Linked DNA regions of Mus musculus: region 1 is linked to region 2. Evidence: chromatin contacts called from public HiChIP or PLAC-seq data. All regions are on one chromosome and are shown on one strand. The core of a region is the stretch at or near the end of the contact, and the rest is flanking DNA. Distances in the headings are between cores, read along the strand shown.

What was found. HiChIP or PLAC-seq counts read pairs in DNA pulled down with a chosen protein or histone mark.
Region 1: a contact with region 2 is called in an H3K27ac HiChIP or PLAC-seq map of extraembryonic endoderm stem cells. The contact joins the enhancer-like site here to the promoter of Cox14 in region 2. A contact is called at or near these places in 2 of 39 promoter capture datasets (frontonasal cranial neural crest and macrophages), 2 of 115 datasets of contacts at active chromatin or transcription factors (extraembryonic endoderm stem cells and neural tube) and 3 of 9 other capture datasets (adipose tissue, liver and pancreatic islet).

Annotation. Positions count from the first base shown.
Region 1 is chr15:99,622,877-99,630,343 of GRCm38.p6, forward strand. It overlaps Racgap1 (Rac GTPase-activating protein 1), which reads right to left. Exons shown (of 17, transcript NM_001253808.1): 10 at 5,758-5,922; 11 at 3,586-3,681; 12 at 3,307-3,505; 13 at 1,362-1,467; 14 at 1,051-1,183; 15 at 693-816. Among named protein-coding and RNA genes, the nearest start is that of Racgap1, 25 kb to the right of the region's middle. Within about 2 kb of position 2,630, at least 4 of the 459 cell types and tissues checked have an H3K27ac peak or open chromatin away from gene starts, as enhancers often do. A contact at or near this core is called in extraembryonic endoderm stem cells, where this site is marked.
Region 2 is chr15:99,720,440-99,727,215 of GRCm38.p6, forward strand. Cox14 (cytochrome c oxidase assembly protein 14) reads left to right here and starts at 5,179. Exons shown (of 2, transcript NM_183256.3): 1 at 5,179-5,409. Gpd1 (glycerol-3-phosphate dehydrogenase 1 (soluble)) reads left to right here. Exons shown (of 8, transcript NM_010271.3): 5 at 127-239; 6 at 1,496-1,729; 7 at 2,017-2,123; 8 at 2,752-4,575. The coding sequence ends at 2,848. Gm16537 (predicted gene 16537) reads right to left here and starts at 4,035. Exons shown (of 3, transcript NR_155353.1): 1 at 3,878-4,035; 2 at 1,475-1,721.

The sequences.
Region 1 (7,467 bases), core at 1,380-3,879, 100 kb before region 2:
AAATCAATAAAACATGCTAACAAACCTAAAGTGAGACTTAACCCCAGAAATACCATCGCAGTGCTGGAGAGATGGCTCATCGGGTAAGAGCACTGACTGCTCTTCCAAAGGTCCTGAGTTCAAATCCCAGCAACCACATGGTGGCTCACAACCATCCATAATGAGATCTGATGCCCTCTTCTGGTGTGTTTGAAGACAGCTACAGTGTACCTACATATAATAAATAAATCTTAAAAAAAAAAAAAAAAGAAAAGAAATGCCATGGCATTGGATGGGACTCTGTAACTATGAAAACTGATGGCAGGCGGTGGTGGCACACACCTTTAATCCCAGCACTTGGGAGGCAGAGGCAGGTGGATTTCTGAGTTCGAGGCCAGCCAGGTCTACAAAGTGAGTTCCAGGACAGCCAGGGCTACACAGAGAAACCCTGTCTTGGAAACCCCCCCCCCCCCCAAAAAAAAGAAAAACTGACGGAATTTTCAAGTTGGTGGGGGCTGATTAGGAGTTAAGAGAGGGCCTCATGTAACCCAGAATGGCACTGAATTCAGTGTGCAGATGAGGGTGACCAACTCTTTGCCTCTGGCCCTCTATTACCACACCTAGCCCAGATATTACAAAGAGCTGGAAGCTCAGGGAAATGGCCCCACGGCCAAGCTCCTGAAGAAGCACAAACTCGGTCGGGCAGAACTGACCTTTAACGTCTGGTGTGCGTGGTGTTGAGTTTCCATTGCCTCGCTGGCTGTCTATGTTCTCTTGGTCCACCATCATGAACTGATTCCAGTACTCCAAGGGGAGAGAGAGTAGGCGCTCCACCACCTAAAGGGCACAGAGCCAGCCTTACTGCAGGTTCTGTTGTTGGTGTGTTTCTCAGTCTCTCTGCAGCCCAGGCTTGCCTAGAACTTGTAGACCAGGCTGGGGAGATCCTCCCAGCACAGCCGGCCACTGCATGTGCTCACCCACCACGCAAGGCTTATTTCTGTCATTGTGCCACGTTAGTGCATTGCAAAGATCAGACCTTCTGCATCTGTGTGTGCACACCATGAACCCTACCTTGAGCTGACGTTTGATGTCCTGGAACATTGTCACTGGATCTGGATTGGGCACAGTATGGGCAACTATTGTAGGGCCAAAGACTTTAGCTAGATTGGCAATATCCATCTTAGTGTCTGGACTCTGAGACACTCTGAATAAAAGATTATATTAAGAAACATTATTCAGGGGAGGTGGGGGGAAAAAAGAAACATATTATTCCTCTTAAATATACACCAAAATATACATTCTAGAAAAAACAACTCACTGTCCACACACTCTTCTCCTTGGAAGATTCCCTAGCTCTCAGACTAAGCATCCGCTGTACTAACCTCTGTAGGTGGATCATAAGGAAGGCTAGCGTGTCCCTGTTGGCCTGGGGCAGCTCACTGACAGCCTGGTACATGGCGGCTGTGCTGTTGTCTTCATCTGTTATCTCTGTGATGACAAGAAAGCATTAAAGGTCCAGGCTCTTCCCTGGACAGCAGCTTCAAGGCTATCGACCACAAAGGCCCACCTATACACGGAGCTTCTGAAACTTCTGATGCGGTTCATGACAGCACCAGACTCTAGTTTCATTAACAGGCAGGACACTGGCCAACAGTTCAATGAGAAGTCAGAACTTCCTAAAACTCAGTTAAGAGAAAGCAGCTGGCAACCCATTTGCTGGGAAGACACACAAGTGCAGTGATAAACCATCAACAATCATAGGACACTTGAGGGCCTACTATGTACCACGTGCTATTTTTAAATGTGAGGATAACGAAACGAAAAGAGGCCTTGTTTAATGGAATAAATACTCTAATCAAAGAGCTGGTCAGGAAATGCAAAAAACAAAACACATGTCAAGCAGTATTCAGGAAAAAAGAAAATGAGCACGTGGAATGCTAAAGTAACAGGGCCTGCTTCTCACAAGATGGCCATAAAGGCGGGTTTTGTGGTTAGTTTTAAAAACTGGGTTCCAGGTAGCTTACTCCAGTCTCAACTCACTATGTAGCCAAAGCTGGTCTCAAACATCCGGCCCTCCTGCCATCCTTCCCAAGCGCTGGACTACCACGTCATGCACCTGGCTTAGGAAACGTGTTTCTAAGGACAAAATGTGTGAAGAGAAACCGGGGAGAGAGAAGTAACACAGTACAGAGATGTCAGGGGAAGCTGCTAGGGATAAGACTGCAGCAAATGGGAAGGACGTGAGGTGGGTGTGTGCTACAAATCCAAGACTCTGGGCTGGAGAGATGGCTCGGCAGTTAAGAGCACTCACTGGCTCTTAACATATACATAAAATATACACATAAAATAAAAAGAAATCCAAGACTCCAGGATTAGAAAAGAGGAAGGAGGGGCATAAAGAAAATGGTGTTGCAGACAATGACCAGGAGCCAAGTCTGCAGGTCTCTTCAACCATGTTAAAGACTGGAGTTAGTCTAAAAATGATGGACAAGCCAGTCCATGGTGGCACATGACTTTAATCCTAGCACTTGGAGGCAGAGGCACGTAGATCTTTGAGTATGAGGCCAGCCTGGGCTACAAAGTGAGTTCCAGGACAGCCAGAACTACACAATGAAACCTTATCTCAAAAAACAAAACAAAACAAAACAATGGTGGACAGAGACAAAAGGGCCACCAGTAACTCTGAGTGTAAAAGGACCACACCAGCACCACACAGATGCTATCATGTAGGGGCACAAGCAGAAACTCGACAATCTGTTAGCAGGTTCTCAACATATTCTGAGGACAGCTGAGTACCAGGACTCGTGACAAATACCAAATTTAAAGTGTATTTACAGGCTGCTAACAAGGTCTGTGGTGGAAAAGAAAGGAATCAAAGCTGGTTCTATTTTCAAAGGGACAACCTAAAACCTGACCAAGAATCAAGACCCACAGTGAGTCCTACGAAGTCTAAGTTAGTTTAATTCTTCCCTTTATTTTATGTGTACACATACGTTGCCAGCATTTATGTGGTGCCTGAGGGGGCAGAAGAGTACAGCAGATCCTTCCGGTCTGGGGTTCCAAATAGTGTGACCCACCCTTGCAGAAGCTACGAATCAAAACCAGACCCTCTGGAAGAGAAGCCAGTGCTCAACCACAGAGCATCTCTTAGCCTCTCTAGTTCAGGGAAGAAACGGCATGATGGGAGGCGAGGACAGTCACTCACCCACCCAACAGTCTGGGTACCTAGGACACTTCAGACACTGCACAGGTGGTGGAAAAATTAGTAAACTGTAAACACAGCTCAGCCCTGGATCGGCTGACGCCACAGTCAAGTTCTGCCTTCACCTGCTGCCTCCATGAAGGCTTTGCTCAGCCAGAAGGTCAGGAGGGGCTCTTTGAGGTTGCGCAGGAAGTCCTTCAGGAGGCTGCAGATGACGTGGATATCGTCCACTTTGCTGAGGAGGGGCACAGTTTTCACCTTAAGGAATTTTTCTTTCAGTTCTTTCACTGTGCGGTCACAGCCTGAGATCCTGTACAAGCCTGCCTGTTATAGAGATGACACTTACTTAGGAACTTCCAAATCACCATCGCAGACCACAAACTCACCGGGCTCAAGCTCCTCACCTCAGTCAGGCCTCGCTGCTCGATCTCATTGACACAGCTGACGACAATGGCAGGGATCATGGGAGAAGCCTGCGACACGAAGTCGGCCAGCATGCCCTGGAAGAAGGGGCTTTGTTATTTACACTGCCGAGACCGAGAGAGAAGGGCTCATGCACAGAGCTGTCACTAAACACTAGCAAAGTGTGTCAGCGTCTGAACTTCTATTCTACAAGTACGTGCTAAAACAGACTCGGGGACTGAGAGGTGGCCGGCAGCTGAAAGCCTGTGCTGTTCGCCAGAGGACCTGGGTTCACTTCCCAGCACCCACATCAGGGGGTTCACAACCACCTGTAACTCCAGCTCCAGGGGACTCTGACATCTCTGGCCTCCAGAGGCACCTAAACTCCTGTGTATATACCCTACTCATACATAGTTTAAATAATAACATTTCTGAAGAGTCTTGGAGGAGTAAGGTGCAGCTCAAGGCCTGACATGAGCATACGCCTGACAGGCATGAGGTCCTGTGGTGGGCGATGCGTGTATCCCAGCACACTGGAGATAGAGGCAGGAGGAGCAGAGTTTGAGGCCATCTACATAGAGCCTTTAGTCACTTCTGTCTTCATGCTGTGGTCTATATAACCACACACACTTTTTTTTTGTTTGTTTGTTTTTTGGTTTTGGTTTTTCGAGACAGGGTTTCTCTCTGTGTAGCCCTGGCTGTCCTGGAACTCACTCTGTAGACCAGGCTGGCCTCGAACTCAGAAATCCACCTGCCTCTGCCTCCCAAGTGCTGGGATTAAAGGCGTGCGCCACCATGCCCGGCTACACTTTTGTGAGCAAGAAAAGTCCTTTTCTTCTACTCGGGACAAGAGAAAGCCAGCCCCGAGGAGCTCACAGCCTAAGCTGGGTGTGGTGGCACAGAGGGAAGCAGATCTCTGAGTCTGGATCCTGAGCTGGAGATCTTTGAGAGCGGATGATCCCAGTATACCCCTTGCCTACTGAAGGTAACAATCTCTTCCCTCTCGAGTCTTGGCTAGGCCTACATTAGCTCTGCACTCAACAAGAAGTAACCACTACTCAGTTTCGTGCTGGCATCTAAAGCCCCGTACAGGAGCGTCAGGGCTGCTCTGTGATATGGTCTGGCAGGGAAAAGCAGCCTGGAGAAGCTCCACAGCTGAGAAGATGATGGACTTACATTTGGAATAACAGTACAGTCAAGGCACTTATTACACACAATACACAAGTTGTACCTTAGTACACAACAGCTTTGACACTGCCAGAGTTTCACACCTTCTTTCTAGTGCTAAGGACCATGTCCCATGCCTCACAACCACCTGTAACTACAGCTAGAGAGGCTCTGGTATGCACATGCACACACACACACACATACATAATAGTAATTAAATCAGTCTTTGAGTTTTTTGACTAGACCTAAATAAACTGATAATTTTTATAAAATAAAACAGGCATCGTGGCAGAGGCCTTTAATCCCAGCACTCAGGAGGCAGAGGCAGGTGGATCTCCAAGTTTAAGGCCAGCCTGGTCTACAGAGCAAATTCCAGGACAGCCAGGGAAACACAAAGAAACCCTGTCTTGAAAAAAATCAAAATATTAATAACAATAATAAGAAGAAAGAGAATAAGAAAGAATTCACCAGGTAAGATCGAGGACAAGAACAGCTTTGAGTTCACGACTGTAAAGTTAAATGGTAGGAGCCAGGGGTAGGCTATAAGAATGGCTACTGTGCATGTGTGAGATCTTCCTAGGAGCGGGGGGGGGGGGGGGGGGACGACGACGACGACGACGACGACCTGCTGTAGAAAGGTCCAAACAACATTCTGACATTTTACTATTTCTATTCATTTTTCATGGAGGGAAATTTTATTTGAGATCAATAATTTTATATATATATTTATTATTATTATTATTTTATTTTTTTTGGTTTTCTTTCGAGACAGGGTTTCTCTGTATAGCCCTGGCTGTCCTGGAACTCACTCTGTAGACCAGGCCAGCCTCGAACTCAGAAATCCGCCTGCCTCTGCCTCCTAAATGCTGGGATTAAAGGCGTGTGCCACCATGCCTGGCTTTTTTTTTTTTTTTTTTTTTTTTTTTTTTAAGATCAATAATTTTAAAATAAAAACCTGACACTATGCCTTTTACAGACAAATGGTGGTTGGCTGCCATGATACTTACCTCTCCAATCTTAACCGGTGTCCCCACCAGGGGGGGGATGCAGGGAAGGGGACATCGGTCCCGACATTCTGGATGGGAGACCAAACGACAGTCTCGACACTTCAGAGACAGCTTGCCAAACTTGATCCGCTTTCCACACGGAACACAAGATTCAGGCTTAATAACCTGAAGATACAACAGGGCAGAAGCATAGAATAATATGAATAACAGTTATTGTCAACCACATGCATCAAGCGCACAGTGTGTATGAAACAACATTTTAGGCCCATCACACATGCTAATATAATAATTCCCACCACCACAACAACAATAGCAACAACAAAAACTGTAAAATAGGTCTTGTTTTCTTCATTTTAATCATAGCAGTGCTCTGGTGAACATGGTGACATGCTTTAATTCAAGTACCTAGGAGACAAAGGCAACTGGATCTCTGTGAGCTCAAAACCAACCCGGGCTACAAAATGAAGCCCTGTCTCAAAAAAAAGAAGAGGAGGAAGATGAAGAAAAAAAGACAAAAGGCCAACTGCCAATCCCTCCTCAGTTAGGGGTGGATCCTTAGGAGCCCTTCCCCGACCCGTGCTGCAGAACGTAGGAGTGGCTGTTCTCTGGAGGCTGCAGAGACGTTTCTCGTGCTCCAGTGCATGAATCCTCATACCTATGCATACACGGCAGCACTAATGAGACGCAATTAATTACTAAAAAATAAAAAGAGGACATGATGCTGAGTGCGGCAGCGTGTTGAGATGTTTTAGAGGGCCAGAGAACGGGGTCTCCACACACTACATGCATGTCTGAAATTCTCAAAGAACAGAGCTTGTCATACGTTTAGTAAGTGTTGACAAAATCTAGAGAAGCTGAAAGTCATACACTACTCAGCAATGTAAAATAAAATACAGTAGCCACCTGAGGGAAGGTCTAGGAGAACCTCAGAAAGATAAGCATAGCTACAAAACGACCCAGCAACACCACTTCTAGAGACGCATATCCAACAGGAACAAAAACGTCTACGAGACATTTGTGCACATATGTAGCAGATGAAGATAGAAAACCCTCAAGCTCTGTCCACTGATGGATGGATATGCGGCATATGCTTTCCATATAGGTGACATCATTCATCAAATTAATAAAGAGAAACAAAACAAACAGGCTAGAGAAGGGGTGACTGACTGAGAGAGGCCAGACACAAAGGCACACATACTATATGCCTCGTGTATAGGAAATGTCTTACAATAGACAGCCCATAGAGACAAGAGTGGTGTCTATGGTGGCAGCCAATGGCTACTGGATGTTGGTGTGGCATAGGACAGTGGGGGAAATTCTATTAGGTTTAGGATTTCACTTTTGGGGGTAAAACTGTTCTAAAATTGCTACTGTTGACAGATACCCAATTATATGACTACGCTGAATGTCAGCAGGTTGTACATTTAAATGGATGAGCAAAGCCAGGCAACGGTGGCTCACACCTATAATTCCAGCATGGCAGAGGCCAATGGAGCTACAAAGACAACTCAGAGCCTAAGAGAACTTATTATTCTTGCAAAGCACACAATCCAATTCCCAGCACTCATTGGGCAGCTCACAATTGCCTATAGTTCCCACTCCAAATGACCTGACACCCTACACTAAGATCAGCAATATCATGAAGGTAATTTTAAAGAAATTAAAGGGGGGGTTGCTGAAGAGATGGTTCAGCAGTTAAGAGCATCAACT
Region 2 (6,776 bases), core at 3,929-6,428:
CTTCTCAGGAGACTGAAGCCCAGGAGTTCTGGGCCAGCCTAGGCAACACAGCAAGAGTCCAACAGACCATCTTAAGGATCAAAATAAGAGGTTGTCCCTCCAAGCTTCACCCCTTCTCTACTTTAGGCTGCAAGGACCCGGCCCAGGGACAGCTCCTGAAGGACCTGATGCAGACACCCAACTTTCGCATCACTGTGGTACAAGAGGTGGACACAGTGGAGATCTGTGGGGCCTTGAAGGTGAGAGGATACGGAGATGGCTTTGGAGTGAGGAGAAGCCCGCCAGCGGGCCCAGCTGAGCTCTTTCAGGTTGCTGGAACCAACTCTGGCATTTGGGCAGCATCACCACTGCCCCATTCAGAGCAGGGCATCCAGGCTTGCTGACTCTTAACCTTAACCAGTCAGCAGTGGGTCCTTCTTCCTCCACCCCCCTTAGACCTCCTCTGAGATGGATCCAGCCCTGAGTCTATGTGATGGTCCAGTGTGAAGAGATGTCAGGGTAAAGAGCTTGTCACACAACAACAGGGAACAGATGGCCAGAACTATAGTGGCACATGCCTTTAATCCCAGCACTCGGGGGACTCAGGAGGGAAGGCAGATCTCTATGAGTTAGTGGCGGGTCAGGGACTACATAGTGAGGCACTGTCTGAAAAGAAAAAGGGGGTAGGGGAAGAGTGACTCTCACAGGGAATGTCAAGAATAAATATGAGATAGAAATTAAGAAAAGGTGCCAGGTGATGGTGGTGTGCACTCTTTTAATCCCAGCACTTAGAAGGCAGGGGTAGGCAGATCTCTGAGTTCAAGGCCAGCAAGGCTAGGGAGATGATTCTGTTGGTAAAGAGCTTGTCACACAAGCCTGGTGAGGACTTGATCCCCCAGGACCCATGCTGAAAAGCTAGGCTCAGTGGTAACTCCAACAGTGAGGAAGCAGAGGGGTGAGGTTCCTGCAGCCTTCTGGACAGAGAGTCAAGCTCAACCAGTGAGCTCCAGGTTCACCGAGAGATGCTATCTCAAAACCAAGGTTTTCTGGGCATCGTGAGGTACGCTTTTAATCCCATCACGTAGGAGGTAGAGGCAGGTGGTTCTCTGTGAGTTTGAGCCCAGCCTGGTCTACAGAGATTTCTAGGCCAGCTAAAGTTATATAGTGAAACCCTGTCTGGCAAATTATTATTATTATTAACAACACTGGAGAGGAAAACCATGTCAATCACTTCCACACATATAAGCTCACAGATATATCTACACACACACACACACACACACACACACAAACACACACACACACACACACACACACACACACGCGCACACGTGGGTGTTGGGAAGGCACACACCACATGGGAAAGCAGGAAGCAGAGATCTTGGTTTAAGAGGAGGCTACATGGTTCATTGATGGGTTTGCCAAGGCTGATACATGCAGCATGGGGAGGTGCAGAAGGCTCCAAGTGGAGCCTCTGGAGAGGCAAATTTCTCACCTGTGTCTCTACTCCTCAAAGAATATAGTGGCCGTTGGGGCTGGCTTCTGTGATGGGCTTGGCTTCGGTGACAACACCAAGGCGGCGGTGATCCGGTTGGGGCTCATGGAGATGATCGCCTTCGCCAAGCTCTTCTGCAGTGGCACTGTGTCCTCGGCCACCTTCCTGGAGAGCTGCGGGGTCGCAGACCTCATCACGACCTGCTATGGGGGGCGGAACCGCAAGGTGGCAGAGGCCTTTGCTCGAACTGGAAAGGTAGGCAGGGAGATGTCAAGGTGGGGGAGGGGTGATGTGCGGGGCAGGTATTCCGGCAGCCAGACCCTGTCTCAGATGGACAGTGACTGACTGGAATGTGGCTCAGTGGTAGAGCACTTACCTATGCAGAGTTCGCATGAGGCCCTGCGTTCAACCACGGGAATGGAGAAATTGTTTGGAACAGGGGCCATTACTCCTTCACCCCCTCAAGATCCCACTTCCCACCCGACCTTGCTGCTCACACAGCGCCCTCTCCCACTTCCCTTCTCGTGGCATCCTCTCCACAGTCCATTGAGCAGCTGGAGAAGGAGATGCTAAATGGGCAGAAGCTACAGGGGCCCCAGACAGCCCGGGAGCTGCACAGCATTCTCCAACACAAGGGCCTTGTGGACAAGTGAGTGTTTGCCAGCGCCCTTGGGGGAGGAGTCACAGGTTGACTGCCACCCCTTTCCCCATCCTCTTGAACCCCACACAACCTGTGCAATGGACAGAGAGAGCTTGGAGTGTCTGGGTGCCGAGTATCTTCAGCCAGTCCACCCTCTTTCCACTAGCTGCTCAGCCCCTTTTGCATGGTCTCCCCTTTCTTGGCTCATGGCTTTGGATATAGGGAATAGCCAAGCGGGGATGATAAGAAACAACTGGCTTAGTATACCAGTATATAGAACATAAACTACATCTTTGCTACTTTATCATACTGGACCCATTTTACAACCGGTGACACTGAGGTCCAGAGAATTGAATGGTTTACTTGTTAAAAACCAAACAATATTTAAAGCCTGCATGCGACTGAGTCAAGCAAGTGCAGAATGCTAAAGATCAGAGTGGATGGCAACCTGACCCCAAATCCCAGGGCCAGGAATTCAGATTCCTGGCAGGTAGCAACAGAGAGCTGGCTTCTGGCTGAACTCCCACTGCGGGAGGCTAGGGAAGTGGTGAGCTAGCACTGAGTCTGGACCTGGGTGGGCATGCATGTTGAGGGTGGACTGTGTGTAGGGAGTGAAGCTGAGGCTCTTTTTCTCTAGGTTCCCCTTGTTCACTGCGGTGTACAAAGTGTGCTATGAGGGCCAGCCAGTGGGCGAATTCATCCGCTGTCTGCAGAACCACCCGGAACACATGTGAATGGGGCCAGGGCCCAGGACAGGCAGCCCCTTTGCCCCAACGGAGACAAGCGGAAGGAAGCACGTGACACCCGTCATCAGGACTGTCTCCAGGACTCCCCATCTAGCAGAGTCCTCTCTGAAGGACCCTGAGGACAGGAGGCTGCGGGGCTCAGCTACACACCTAGAGATGCTCGCCACAGAATCCACACTTCCTTGCTGTCCTCTGGGAAGTGTAGAACTAAGCCCCAGTGGTGCCTGCTCCAGGGGTGGGGTTGGGGGAAGGGAAGGCGCCAAGTCAAGGGCTGCCGGTTGCTGCCTCACACACACTGGGAACCGGTCCCAAGTCCCATTAAGTGACTGAAGAAGCACTTCAGCCACAGGAAAGATGGGGCAAAGGCTGCCAAGGGAAGGGTCTGGATGCCTGAGCTGACACAGACCCCAGAGACCCTTTGGCCGACCTCTGCCAGGCCCCACACAACATCAACGATCTCACTGTTTGCTAACAAAATACAAAGCTCTCAAACAACCCCACTCTAACTTCTCCTAGCAACACTTGCTTCCTCAGAAGCCTCTACTTCCCCCTCCCCCAGGCTACTCTGGCACAAGAGTTGCTCTCCACAGGCATCTCTGGCCCTGGGGCGCTCCATTCTTCCCAGAGACTTCCTGGTTCCTGGAGCTTTGTCAGGGCCTCCCCACCCTGTGTGACCTTTCCCAGCTTTCCCTTGCCTGCACCCAGCTGCCAGCACCCTCTTTGGGGAGCAGGAATCTAATCTGCTGACAGAGCTACACTCTTTTCACAGCAGGCTCAGATGGCTCAGGCTCCCCTGACCTTCCTATTTGTCCACCTCCCCAGTCAGGAGCTCCGGCCCCGGCCAGCCCCTCCTACTGCTGACCTTTCTTCTCAGGGTCCTCCCCACAAGGCCGCTTCTCTCTGCAGTCACCACCAACTTCACGTCTAACAGAATGTAGGATTTATAGTTTATCGTCCTCAGGGCTGTCAGCCCATATTCTTGACTCTGCCCTTTCCTTTTGCCCAAGTCGTTCTCACCCAGCCTGGAAGGCCACCCGGCATCTGTAGGCTTAGAACTAAGGAGCAGCTCAAAGGTTCAGTAGGTTTCCACAAGGGTTGGTGGGTCCTAGTCCAAGGCCAGCTGTCCTCGGAACAGAACAAGGTCCTCGCGAGATCGGACCCACACACCTCAGGAGCTGGGGAACTCGAGGGAAGGACAATTGAAAACTGCCTGCCCTGGGGTGAGGGAGATCAGAGGGGGATGGGAGACTGCTTTGCACTGGCCCTGTTCCAAAGTTGGGTGGCAGCAAGAGAATGTCACAGATCAGCAGCCTGGAGCGCTAGCTATAAATAGCTGGAGGTTTCTCTCTCCACCAGGGGTCTCCATTTCCTGTGTGGCAGCAACTGGGACACCGTGGCTCTGGCCAGCTTGATATTAAACTAACACATTAAGGTGCCAGGTCCCTCTCTGCTCCTAGCCTTTAAGAATTCCGTCTTAGTGAAGGTCAGAGCTGTCGGGTAAGGGGAAGAGGGGGGGCCCTGTCATCGATCCCGACTGGGCTGGAACCCTCCCACGCATGACTCAATTCAGAGCTGTTCCCCGGGAGACTGGGGCGGGATGCAGACAGATTCCAACACCTTAACCTATGTTTGCTCAGTCAGTCAACTGTGAATCTGAGGTCTTCTGTCAGGCCACTTGTCTACCCAATAAAGTGTGGTTTTTCCAGAAACTGGAAGAGTTGGGGGAGTTTATGTGGCAGTGTGTGGGGTCATGTATCACTGCATGCATGTTTTACTCAATGTAAGACAAGAAGTGGAAAAAATCATCCTTGTTTAATAGCAGCCACACTCGGGCATCAATCGGCATTGGCGTCCACTCTGCTCACAGCCCCCACCTCCACCCCCCCACCCCACCCCCGTCCCCTTTTGTGCTTCGTATCCCCTCTTCCACCCAAGCTGTCAGCCAGTCTTCCCAGCGCTTCTTACAGGGTCTGTCACGTTGCCTGCCTACGAGGAGGTCGCGCACAAGGCAGAAATATTAGCGAGTCACCCTCCCATCCCCCGACTCACCCCCTACACCCATTCTGTGGCCTCACTAGTGCTGGTCCAGCTAAGGTCGGTTCCTCCGGATCACCCTGTAAAGGGCCGCTCCAGGCGGTAGGGGGCGCTAGGCCCATCGCTGGAGAATTCCGAGGATCTACCTAGCTACAGTTTACGTCACTGAACTTAGACTGCGGATTGGCTAATTCTGAGCTAAAATTTTTCCCGTTTTCCAAGGAGCGCTCTTGATGGACCAGAACCACACCCCCCAGAATTCAATGGGCCTTTCCGAGAGGAAGGCTAGACTGAGCGTGCGTAAGAGAGAGGTAGAAGCCGGAAGTTCAAGGCTGGCTCTCGCTTTAGTGGGCGAGTTTTCGCAGGGGGTGTCGGGTCCGGAGCGGGGCTGAGCACCAGTGGCTGAGGAGCTGCGCGTTGGTGACTGCCTCTTCCTGCCCTGCGGCGGCCGCGCGACTCTGCGAGTGGCAGACTGAGCAGGCATCGCTCTGACGCGGCCGAGTTGCAGCCTCCAGGTAGGCCGCGGGCCGGACGGCCAAGCGCACTCGCCCTCCCCCCACGCTCTCCTGCTCGGCGCACCGCGCCCCCTGCTCCCCGTGTCGCCGCTTTTCACGCTGTTCCCCTGCTCCCCGTTCCGAGTCCCTGCTGTCCCCTGTGCCCCGCACCGCGCTCCCCTCCGCTCCCCTGTGTCCCGCACCGCGCGTCCTCGGCCTGTGCCCTTGAGAGCGCGCGGCTCCTAGTCCCTGCGCTGTGCTAGCCCCTGCTGGCTCCCCGGCTGTCATAGTCCGACCGCCTTCCTGGTGTGACTGCGGCCTGGCTGTCCTCCCTTCTGAAACTGCTCGCCTCAACCCCAAAGCTCCTCACGGTCCCTCAAAGCCACTTATTTCTCTGAGGTCCTCACCACCTTCTCTGATCCTACAGAATATGGGGTTCATAGCTTACCTTTCTGGGCTCCGTTAGTCAGAAGTTGTTTTCTGCGGACACCAAGTCTCTCCAAAGAGGGCTAAATGACAGAAGCTGGGGTGGTTTTAGGGCTTTGATCCTTATTTGTTTTGTAAAGGATGCCCATCAGATGAAAACCTTCTGCCAGTCTCAAGAGTTTCTTTTATTTCCAAAGTTAATCCTTGTATCTGGGCTTCTAACTTCAGGGTTTTATTGTTTGTTTTTGAGGTTATCTCGGATTTGCTTCTTTTTGTTTCACACCCCCCCCCCGTTTTTTTGTTTTTTGTTTTTGACAGGGTCTCATGTCCACATCCTGAGTGCTGGGATTTCCAGCATATACCACATGCTCTGTTTAATGCAGTTCTGGGGACTGAACCTCTGGCTTTGTGCCTGCTACACTGAGTTACATCCCACTTTAAATCATACTCAAATCTTCTCTATCAGTGAACAAGGTGAAATTAGCTTTTCACCAGGGCGAAGTGACTCTGGCACTCTACAGGCAGGATCCCCCAGACACACACATCCTCAAGTCTATCTTCAGGTCCTCTCTCGGGAGAATTTCACTACCACAATAAGTAGCCTGATTAAAATATGGTTCTGAGGCTGGAGAGATGGCTCAGCAGTTAAGAGCCTTGCTGTTCTTCCAGAGGACCCAGGTTTGATTCCTAGTATAGTCTGGGTGGGCTGGTCACTTTTTTTTTTTAAAGAGATTTATTTCTGGATTTTATGTATATGAATACACTATAGCTGTCTTCAGACACACCAGAAGAGGGCATTGGATCCCATGACAGATGGTTGTGAGCCACCATGTGGTTGCTGGGAATTGAACTCAAGACCTCTGGAAGAGCAGTCAGTGCTCTTAACCACTGAGCCATCTCTCCAGCCCCGGCTGGTCACTTTTTAAGCACAAATAAGGAGAGCCTGTGTTAGCTCTGATGGC